2 separate regions of the Mus musculus genome follow, and region 1 is linked to region 2. A link is a contact called in public HiChIP or PLAC-seq data. All regions are on one chromosome and are shown on one strand. Each heading gives the region's core, a stretch centred on a gene start, on an enhancer-like site or on the middle of the called end of the contact. The rest is flanking DNA. Distances are from core to core; before and after follow the strand shown. Region 1 has its middle 62 kb from the start of Mir221. Region 2 has its middle 260 kb from the start of Mir221.

Region 1 (4,876 bases), core at 1,699-4,198, 200 kb after region 2:
ACTATTACTGAGGCTATGGAACACCCACAGAAAGGGACCTATCATGACTGCCTTCCAAAAGACCCAACAAGCAGCTGAGTCAGATGTAGGTATTTGCACCCAACCAATGGACAGAAGCTGCTGATCCCTATGGTTGAATTAGGGAAAAGCTGGAAGAAGCTGAGGAGGAGGGCGACCCTGTACAAGGACCAGCAGTCTCAATTAATTGGACCCCCAAGATCTCTCAGACACTGGACCAACAACCAGGCAGCATATACCAGCTGATTTATAAGGACCCCATCACATATACAGCAGATGACTGGTCTGGGTTCAGTAAGAGAAGATGCACCTAACCCTCAAGAAAATGGATGCCACAGGGAGTTTAGAGGTCTGGTGGGGTTGGTGGTAGGTGGTGAAAACATCCTTGTGGAGACAGAGGGCCAGAGAGAGGTATGGGATGTGGAACAGTCAGAGGGGTGGATAGGGAGGGGAGTAAAATCTGGAGTGTAAAATTAATTAATTAATTAATTAAGAAGAATTTTGATACCAGCCTGCTATCTATGTCTCTCTCAATTCTAAGTCTGCAGCCATCAATTCCACTCCAAAACCAGCTTCCTCACACTTTATAGTGATAGCATGGAGCATGGATGAAAGAGTTACATAGAAAACTTCTGTGAGAACCCTGTACCTCTCCACCCTACCCTGCCAAAGTAACAACTCAGACAGAAGCCATCAAAGAGAAACCTTAAAACCTATAAGAAGGATACCACAATTGGTGGTTTCTGGTGTGGATGCAGGTGGGGCTAGCTATTAATTTCACCATGCTTCAGTGAGCATATGGGCAACATAAATTAGACTTTGGTTTGTCTGCTTCTTCTCCTCCTCCTTGTCCTCCTTCCCCTCCTTCTTTTTCTTGTTTGGGGAGTGGCACAAGAATAAAGTGACAGACCTGGGAGGACTGGAAAAAGAATGTGATCAGAGATCATGATGTGAAATTCCTAAATAATCAATAAAAATATTATGGGAAAATAATTTTGATACAAGGTCTGGAAAAATTGTTCAATCATCAAAGCACTTGTTTTGCTAAAATGAGATCCTGAACTCACTCCTCAGAATCCTCATTTCAAAGGCCAGACACCAAGTCGGGCAATGATGTCACACACATTTAATCCCAGAACTTGAGTGGCAGAAGAGGTAGGCAGATCTTTGAGTTCAAGTCTGGTCTGCCAGCCTAGCTCAAATTAGCAAGCCCCCAGCTAATGAGATGACCTGCTTCGATAAGAAAAAAAAAAGGTAGCTCTTATGTTGCTGTGATAAAATACCATGACCAAAAGCAACTTGGAGGAAAAAAAAAGCCTTATTTGGCATAAGTATTCCAGATTCATCATTTAGATAAGTCAGAACAAGAACTCAAATAGGAACAGAGGTAGAAACCACAAAGAAATGCTGCTCAATGGCTTGTTTTCCATGATTTATTCAGCTTGCTTTCTTATACATTCCAGGATCACCTGTCCAGAAGTGGCACTACACATCGTGATCTGAGCCCTTCCACATCAATCATTAATCAAGAAAGTACACCACAGTCTCAATCATGGATCAATATATAGAGCTGATTTCCCATTTGAGGTTCTTTCTTTCTAGGTAACTCTAGCTTGTGTAAAGCTAACAAAAATTAACAAGCACAGCAGAACTATACCAGAAATCATCATCCTCTTGTGTGTATTCTCTCTCTCTCTCTCTCTCTCTCTCTCTCTCTCTCTCTCTCTCTCTCTCTCTCTCTCTCTCTCTCTCTCTCTCTCCCCGTCTCCCTCTCCCTCTCCCTCTCCCTCTCCCTCTCCCTCTCCCTCTCCCTCTCCCTCTCCCTCTCCCTCTCCCTCTCCCTCTCCCTCTCCCTCTCCCTCTCCCTCTCCCTCTCCCTCATGCATGGACACCAGCATACACAAACACGCACATGTGCGTACATGTATACTGTCCCACACAGAGAGAAAAAAGGATTTTAAAATCAGAAAGTAAAGAATAAGTTTCTATTTTTGCAGCTATAATAACTTAAAATTAGATGCATCTTTTATATCATGTACACAAAAATAAAAATAAAATATGGCACAAATATATTTTAATACACTTTATGTTTGTTATTCATTGGCATGGTTGACATCAACACTGTCTTATGCCCTTTATTTCCCTTCTTTCATCACACAAAGCTCCAAACCTAAGTTCTTGCCTACATTTAGCACTGGGTTATTTTAGCTAATAATTTAACTTACAATGTGAGAGTTTCTCATTTGAAATTCGATGGTCCTGAGTTTTTGTCTGCCCTCCACAGGGTTTCTCTTCTCTTCAAAGAAAACCACAAGAAAGTGGGTATCTATGGCCCACCAGTGCTGTGCACTGGAGAGCAGGTCTGTTGATAGTATGGCAATCCACAGGTCTCTGACTGTCTTCATCCTGTGCTGTGCTGCCTGGATTAGATTTAATTTGATTTTTATGACTCCTTGGCATAGGGCAGCTTTGGCCACAACTCCAGGCATCAAGCTAGGATAAACAAATGACTGCCATCTTCTCTGCCCCTGAATGATATAGGAACACCACAAGGCAACTCTGCCCATTGCCGGGGTGTGCTTAAATATTTAATTTTTATTTTTATTTTATGTGCATTGGTGTTTTGCCTGTACATTTGTATGGGAAAGAGGGTAGAAGATCCTGGAACTGGAGTTACAGATAGCTGTTAGCTGCTATATAAAAGCTGGGACCCAAACCTGGTCCTCTGAAAGAGCAGCCAGTGCTCTTAATATCTGAGATATTGTTCTAGCCCTTCTGTTGTGTTTTTTTAAGTATAGGTATATCTATGTGTCAGGGTGGGTATAGATGTGTGTGACTTTCCTCAGAGGTCTGCAGAGAGTGCGGTGTCCCCTGGATACCATTTACAGGCCACAGCCATTTACAGAACAAGAAGTACTTTTATCCACTAAGTCACCTCTCCATCCCCCATTTGTATTTTTGATTAGGGAAGCAGAGGAACCCACAGTAACTTCCTATTAGGCAACAATGGCTTCTAAAATTTCACTAGTAATCATTCATTTTTTAGGTTTCTAAAGATTCTGGAATTTTATTCTACTTAAACATAATTTAAGTACTTATAAGGAAAAAGGAACCCACAACATGGCTTTGAAGAAATGAGATGAAGAGGAAAAAGATCTGGGACGTATAAAGAGACATCAGAGAGAGAGACTAAACAATTAATGAGGAGAAGGGAAATGAATTTCAATATAGATATTTTTATACAAAACAAAAATTTCAAATGAGTACATTATAGTAATGTCTATATTCTGATAATCATTTATAGCTGCTGTCTAACTTCTATCATGTATCAGGGATACAGGTGCTGGAGATATAGCAACAGACTAAAAAACACAGCTAAAGGTACTTTACACTGAAGATTAAAGAAAGAGGAGAGAAAGGAGGGGGATAATTTTAATCTTAATAAGGACTAAACTATGAAGGGAATAAAAGGAAAGCCAAGAAAGTTGTGATAGGAAAAAGTAGAAATGCATACTCTTGCTAATTAGGAAAGTTAAAGAATGTTCTAGAAGGTAACTGAGCTTAGAACTGAATAATGTGATCCAGATGACTGTAGCTACTTGGGGAAAGAGTTCTGCTGCAGGGTCAGAATGAAGGCAAATGTGGCTGGTGCACAGCAAGAGCATAGTCAGAGGTAAGGTTAGAGAAGTGGGCAGAGGCCAGTTACTGCAGGGTCTCACCTTCTATCCTCATTCTCATTACCCATCTGAAGGACCTGATCCCAGAACCTGTCCTAATTCTCAAAATTCACTCAACTCTTACTACATTAACGGAAGAGGTGACCTTAAATATCTTATGGAGGACACATTAAATGAAGCATGTCCAATATAGTTATCTTACTTAAAGACTAAAAGGAGCTAGAAGCTATGTGTGACAGCATGTGTGACTGTAATATCAGTGCTTAGGAGGTATGGGCAAGAGAATTGCAATTTCAAGTCCGGTCTGGCTCACATAGAAACTTTGTGGCAGCCTGAGCTATATATTGAGGCCCTCTCAAAATGAGGAAGAGGAAGAGGAGGAGGAGGAGGAGGAAGAAGAAGAGGTAATGGTGGTGGTGGCGGTGGTGGTGGTAGTGATCTGTGTAAAACTGAGAAACTGGATCTGGGAGTTCAGCCTCTTTGTGGCTGTTCATTTTACTACCTGTAGATAGAATGGCATTTCTCTTTCCGTATCCACCCCCTGATTACCACACAACTGCACTCAATGTGACTGCACTCAATGTGATTCTTACTCACTCTTTTTTTTTCTAGGACACAATTCCTGAAGGGAAAGAAGAAGCATGTTCAGCAGAGCCTGGGAAGCCCACCTGGCTTCCCTGGAGTTTTGTTGGAGGTTTGTGTTTAATTATTTGGGTTTCTGTTTTCTCATCTTCTTCTAAACCAAGAATAGCCATATACTGGAGTATTGGCACAATAGGCAAAAATAACTCAAGAACACCCAGAAGATGATACATTAAAGGAAATCAGTGTTAACTATCTGAAATGCCATCCTCAGATCAGTAGAAATTCATAGTGTGGTTGTGGTAGTAGGCAGAATAACACATCCAGACCATATCCATAACCTAATTGCCAAAACCAAAAAATATGTCCCCTTACTTGAGAAAGGATGCTCTGCATGTGTGATTTCTTTTGGAAACTGGAGATAGGGAAAGCAGTTTAGACTCTCCAGGTGGGTCCAATGTAATCATAAGGATTTTTAGAAGAGGAAGAAATGGAGTTACACATCAAAATGATGTGACACAAAAGGGGACTTGGGTCACTGTTGCTGGGTTTGAAGTTGGAATAAAGGACCACAAGCCAAGCAATTCAAGCAACATCAA
Region 2 (5,294 bases), core at 2,174-4,673:
TTCCACTAAATACTAACTCCTTTTGTCTCCCAAATTACATTAAAACTTGTGCTGGTGGGTTTTTTGTTTGTTTGTTTGTTTGTTTTACATCTGGCTTTGTGTTTGATGCTTGATAAATGAATCTTCCTGGAACTCTGAAGTATCAGTGAGTCTAGGTTCTTTTGTGGCTCTTCTTATGCTAATGGGGTGTTTTTAGAAACAAATCCTTAATCTGATAGATGGAGATTAAAAATCATGGGCACTGGTAAACATTCTGATACCTCTCAAAGTATACTATCTTGAATTATTTGATTTGTGATTTTTGCATAAACAGTTATATGCACATTTGAAAAAGATCCTGGAAAAGTGGTACAGTGTGGTGATTATGTTTACGGTTTGGGGAAGTAAAATGTACCAATTATAATTTGTGGTTTTCATTCTGTTCTGTCCTAGTGGGTCATGTCTGTGTATTGTATTTTATTTCTTTTATGATCCCCCAGACTAGACTCTTGTCAGAAAGGGAAACTTGGAACAGAGAGCTTGAAAGAGGGAGCAGACAATTGAAAAGAGGCTCCACTAGCCCATATTGGTTCTTGAACAGTTCTGTACAGCTGCATCAGTATGGGTCTTAGCTGTGGTTAACATTACTTCTGATCCTTAGATACTATGAATCTGCTTGCCTTCCCACTCCTCATTCTGTCCCAGTGACTAGCCTTCCTGAATGTTTGTGGCGGTGGAATGTGAGAAACAGATGCAATAGACCTTTTCTCCTTCCCATCATAGCGAATTTCCTTTGATAGATAAAAGACAATTCTGACTTTAGCAGTGGGTGGTTTTATAGTAGTATGTAGTCTTGCTTCTTCAAATAAATTCTGGTTTTAAAAGAGATCTTCACAATGAAACTAATATTGTATACAGGTATTCCCAGGAGTGACCCAACTTTGCTAGTATGACATATAGAAAGCACCACCTAGGAGCTGAGCAGTGATTATTCTGTGTGATTAAATAAACAGAAGTCGTGCCTTCTCAGGGCCCTTGATTTTGATGTTGCTTCACGAATGAACAGTGTTAAAGGTGGTGACCTGGGTGCAGGAAGAGGATAATGACATATCACAAACAGCAGAGTTGATCTGTCCTGAAGTCAAGGAGGAAGAGGTGGCAATGAGCCCTGATGTTTTTCAGAGAGGAAATATGTGACTTAGGTCCAGTATAGACCATCAGTTATGTATCAGGTGTTTGGCACATGACATCTGGGCCTTTATTTCTTGTCATCAGAATATTGTATACTCAAGAAGGAAGATAAGGCCAGACATGAAGCCCTGAGGGAGAGTATCAATGCATAGTAAAAAGAAAGGTTGAATGAAGACTTCAAGTTCATCCAGGTCTACCTTACTATATAGCAACTATGAGACCACAGGCCACACTTATAACCCCCGAACATTGCTTCACCTGAACAATAAGGATGTGAGTTCCTATTTGTAGGGATATGGAAAGAGTGCAGTGTGAGTTGTAGGCTGAGTCCTACACAGGAAGAGGCTGACAAGAGTATTTTGTGTGTTCTCTTGTAAGTGCTCACAGAGAAGACGAGGATGGAAGCAGCAGAAGCAAGTTAGGTACTGGAAAGGCTATAAAGAAAATAAAGTCTCAGCCTGACTGATCCTGCAGGTTTCCATGAGGGAGGGTGTGGTGGCCAGCATCAACTCTAAGCATTCTTATGTTGTCTGTGTTTGAGAAATGGCTCCAGGTTTGTCATGGGCTGCTAGAAAATAAAGGGATGTGATTTCTCTCTTTGTTAGGTTTGATGCTAACAAAGGTCCCCAGAGAAAGTAAAAAGAATAAGACAGTTATGAGGCCAAGAAATCATGACATCGACTGTGTTAGAAAAAAAATATTATTGTTGATCAAGGACATGCAACTGCACTCAGTCAGGGTCAAAATACTGGCTAACATCTGGAAACTTCCATAAGAGAGTACACTCCTAAACAAACTACAAGTGAGTTTGTATTGAAAGCCTGACCAACAGAAGAATATTAAGGTATGATAATCTAAGGGAAGCATAGGTGTTCCCCTTGACAAAGCATACTGCTCTACACAAGAGAGAGAATAGAAATACTGCCCAGTCCATACTCTCAGAAGCCTCTTTAGAATCACCTTTGCTGGACGGTATTTTTTTTCTAAGAAAGCTCACCTACCACAGACATAGGATTTTTAGAAGTTAAATTTGCAAGCTAGTTCTAGCAAAAGAAAGCTAACACTGGAAAGAGCAAGCAGGTGTTTCTCAGGGGACTAGCTTTGCTGCAAGTGATTCCCCAGAAGGTATTGGAGAAAAGAAATAATTCTACATCCCAAATTCTCAAAAATCAGAGGGAACTTGGTGTTGGGCAGTGGCTCTTGACCTGTGAGTTACAATTCCCTCGGAAATGTTGAATGATCCATTGACCTGGGTCTCCTAATACCGTCAGAAAACATAGATATTATGTTACAATTCAGTACAGTGGCAAAATTACAGTATAAAATAGCAATGAAATTAATTTTATGGTTAAGGGCCAACAAACAGGCAGACCTGTACTAAAGGGTTGCAGTATTAGAAAGGTTGAGAACCTCTGGTGGGTAACACAACAGTCTTCATGGGTAAAGACCTTGTTACAGTCATACATAAAGAAACAATGATCACTCGATGTTAGAGAAGGATGATGTCTTGTTACTTTTGTGATTGTTCAGTGGCTTTATTTTATTTTATTCCTTTTCCACTGTTTTGATGAGCTGAGAACATCATGGCCTTTCTGCCAGTAGGTCCATTTCTCACTTTCTCTACTTGTCAGCAGAAATGTATTTCATTTTCTCAATGGCACCCGCCCTTTTCCCTCATCAAAGTTTAAAAAACAGCCTTATTTTGTGGCTGTGCAAATTTTAAGGATATGCCAGTCCTTGTACCACATGGGATATGTCAGTCCTTGTACCACCTGGGATATGCTACCAAAACTCCATAGGAAGTGTTTTTAAATTTTAATAGCAAGACATTCTCTGACTTAAAAAGCTGTAGTCTTTCTTACCACAGATTCTGCACTTCTTTTGGGTTTTAGGAGGTATGCAGCCAAACTTGAAGCAGCTTCAGGCCCAGTGTTTGGGTCCACACCTTTACACCTGCTTTTCTCTTTTGGACACTCTTTTTTTTCCCTTCCTTCTTTTCTTTTCTTTTCCTTTCTTTTCTTTTCCTTTCTTTTCTTTTCTTTTCTTTTCTTTTCTTTTCTTTTCTTTTCTTTTCTTTTCTTTTCTTTTCCTGCTTCTCCTCCTCCTTGTCCTCCTTGTCCTCCTCGTCCTCCTCGTCCTTTCCTTGTCCTCCTCCTCCTCCTCCTCCTCCTCCTCCTCCTCCTCCTCCTCCTCCTCCCTCCTTTTCTTTCTAATGGGTGGTAATAGTTGGGGATTTTTGCAGGCAGACAGCAGGGGTCACCATGGAGCTGTGCATGGTGGAGAGGTCTCTTACAGTTGTTCTGAAATGGCACGGGGCTTAATTATGCGATTCAGATGTGTATTCCTTTTGCTCTGACTGTTTAAAACTTCACAGTATCATTTCAGTAATCAATAGATACAGTTGTTTGAAGGAAAGGAGAAAAGGTAGCTTCATACAGTGTTTTCAAAAAATCATGTCAAACCCTATGGAACTCTGAAAAAAAAGTGGTTACAAAATGTGTTTACTTAAATATTGTGAAATGAGGATGGAAATTCGAAGGGCAGGGTATTTGTCATCTACTCATGACTAGCAGATGGCCGCCTCCTCCTCCTCCTCCTCTGCAAGCCGAGTGACTCACATTGTACAGGGTGTGCAAAATGAAATTTCAAAACTCTACTGAGAAGAGGTGGCAGTGCCATAACTTGATGCTGGAGGAATGTGCCAGCCAGATGACTTTGCCAGCCAACATTTTGCCAAAGACTCAAACAAAATGTCTCTCACTGGAACGAGTTTGGATGTGTGTTCAGTCCATCATATCTGAAAGGATCAAGGATATGCTTCAGGTTGTGCGTGAGCCTGGGTGCATTTGAAAGGGAGGGTGGTCTGCTTTGCCAGACCAGATCTGGGTGGTAATCACTGCTAGCAAGGTGAGTCATGTCAGATGCACTCACCTGTTTTTGTTTGTCAGCCCGAGAATGGTGTCAGGTCTGCCTCCAGCCAACAACAGAACAAAGTCTGGGCTGTTATCAAAATCCTCCAATAAATGGGAGTCAAGTTTACAGATGATAATTTAAGTTCAAAGTTCTCTTTTTTTCTCTTTTGTTTAATAAAAAGAAACTTTGGCTCTGCTATGCTTAACCAAAACACTAGGTTGTGTTTTAGGTAATTATATTTGTTTAAAAATAGAGTCCTAGCCTGGTGGACAAATGCACATTTGACTTTTAGCTAGATTCTAACTTTCCTTCATGTGATAGTCACCAGGGGTGCTCCTAACCTCACATGTTCTAAATCTCCTGGTGTTTCCCCTTGGGTGAAGTCCCTTGTTCTGGTGGTAAAGAAAAGCCTTGCAGTTTATACCTGACTCTCTTTGACTACTTGCTCTGAAGGAAGCCAGTTGTCCTGTAAAAAGTCGGACTACCCCTAAACTACTGTCCTTTGTGGAAGCCACATGAAGAAGCTAGATGAAGAGGGAAATGCCTGAAAAACATTTAGCTGTTTCTCAGATCTTGGCAGATGAGACAGATGTGGCTAAAGAATCCATTTTGGATGTCTCACTCAGTTGAGTCTCCTAATGACTCCAGCTGCCATCAGAGTCTAACCACCTGGGAGAAACGAAGGACCACCTGGCTGTGCCCATTCAACCCACAGAATAATTGATCCTTAATATATTGTTTTTAGTCACTAGGCTTTGGGGACTTTAAAAAAAAACAATAGCAGATAATCTAAATATGAGGGGAAGGGAGGAAATAGCAGGCTAAAGAGGATCTCTCTCTCTCTCTCTCTCTCTCTCTCTCTCTCTCTCATGTAGGTATTAATGTTGAATGAAACAATTCACAATTGAATGTTTTCATCCTGGGTTTTCTTACCAATTCATGGCAGCCATTTCACTATAGCACTAGTGCAGCAAATTTCCCAGTAGAGTTCAGTTAAATCCCGTTTACCTGTCTGAATCATATTTCAGACATTGAGCACTTCCACAGGTCTCTCTGTTTCTGTGTATCTTGTAAGCAAAATAAGACTGTTTTTCTGTTCCAGGTTACATTTTCAAGAATAGCTGTGTAATGCAGTGTTTTGCGCCTGAGAAAAGGCTAGAAATGTTTGTTTTTCACTTTTAAAAGATCTATATTTTCCTAAATGTGCAGAT

What was found. HiChIP or PLAC-seq counts read pairs in DNA pulled down with a chosen protein or histone mark.
Region 1: a contact with region 2 is called in an H3K4me3 HiChIP or PLAC-seq map of bone marrow-derived macrophages, with 6 times the contacts expected there. The contact joins two enhancer-like sites. A contact is called at or near these places in 4 of 484 Hi-C or Micro-C datasets (bone marrow-derived macrophages, liver and myocytes) and 1 of 115 datasets of contacts at active chromatin or transcription factors (bone marrow-derived macrophages).

The regions. Positions count from the first base shown.
Region 1 is chrX:19,081,688-19,086,563 of GRCm38.p6, forward strand. No RefSeq gene overlaps it. Among named protein-coding and RNA genes, the nearest start is that of Mir221, 62 kb to the right of the region's middle. Within about 2 kb of position 2,949, at least 3 of the 459 cell types and tissues checked have an H3K27ac peak or open chromatin away from gene starts, as enhancers often do. A contact at or near this core is called in bone marrow-derived macrophages, where this site is marked.
Region 2 is chrX:18,878,843-18,884,136 of GRCm38.p6, forward strand. No RefSeq gene overlaps it. Among named protein-coding and RNA genes, the nearest start is that of Mir221, 260 kb to the right of the region's middle. Within about 2 kb of position 3,424, at least 38 of the 459 cell types and tissues checked have an H3K27ac peak or open chromatin away from gene starts, as enhancers often do. A contact at or near this core is called in bone marrow-derived macrophages, where this site is marked.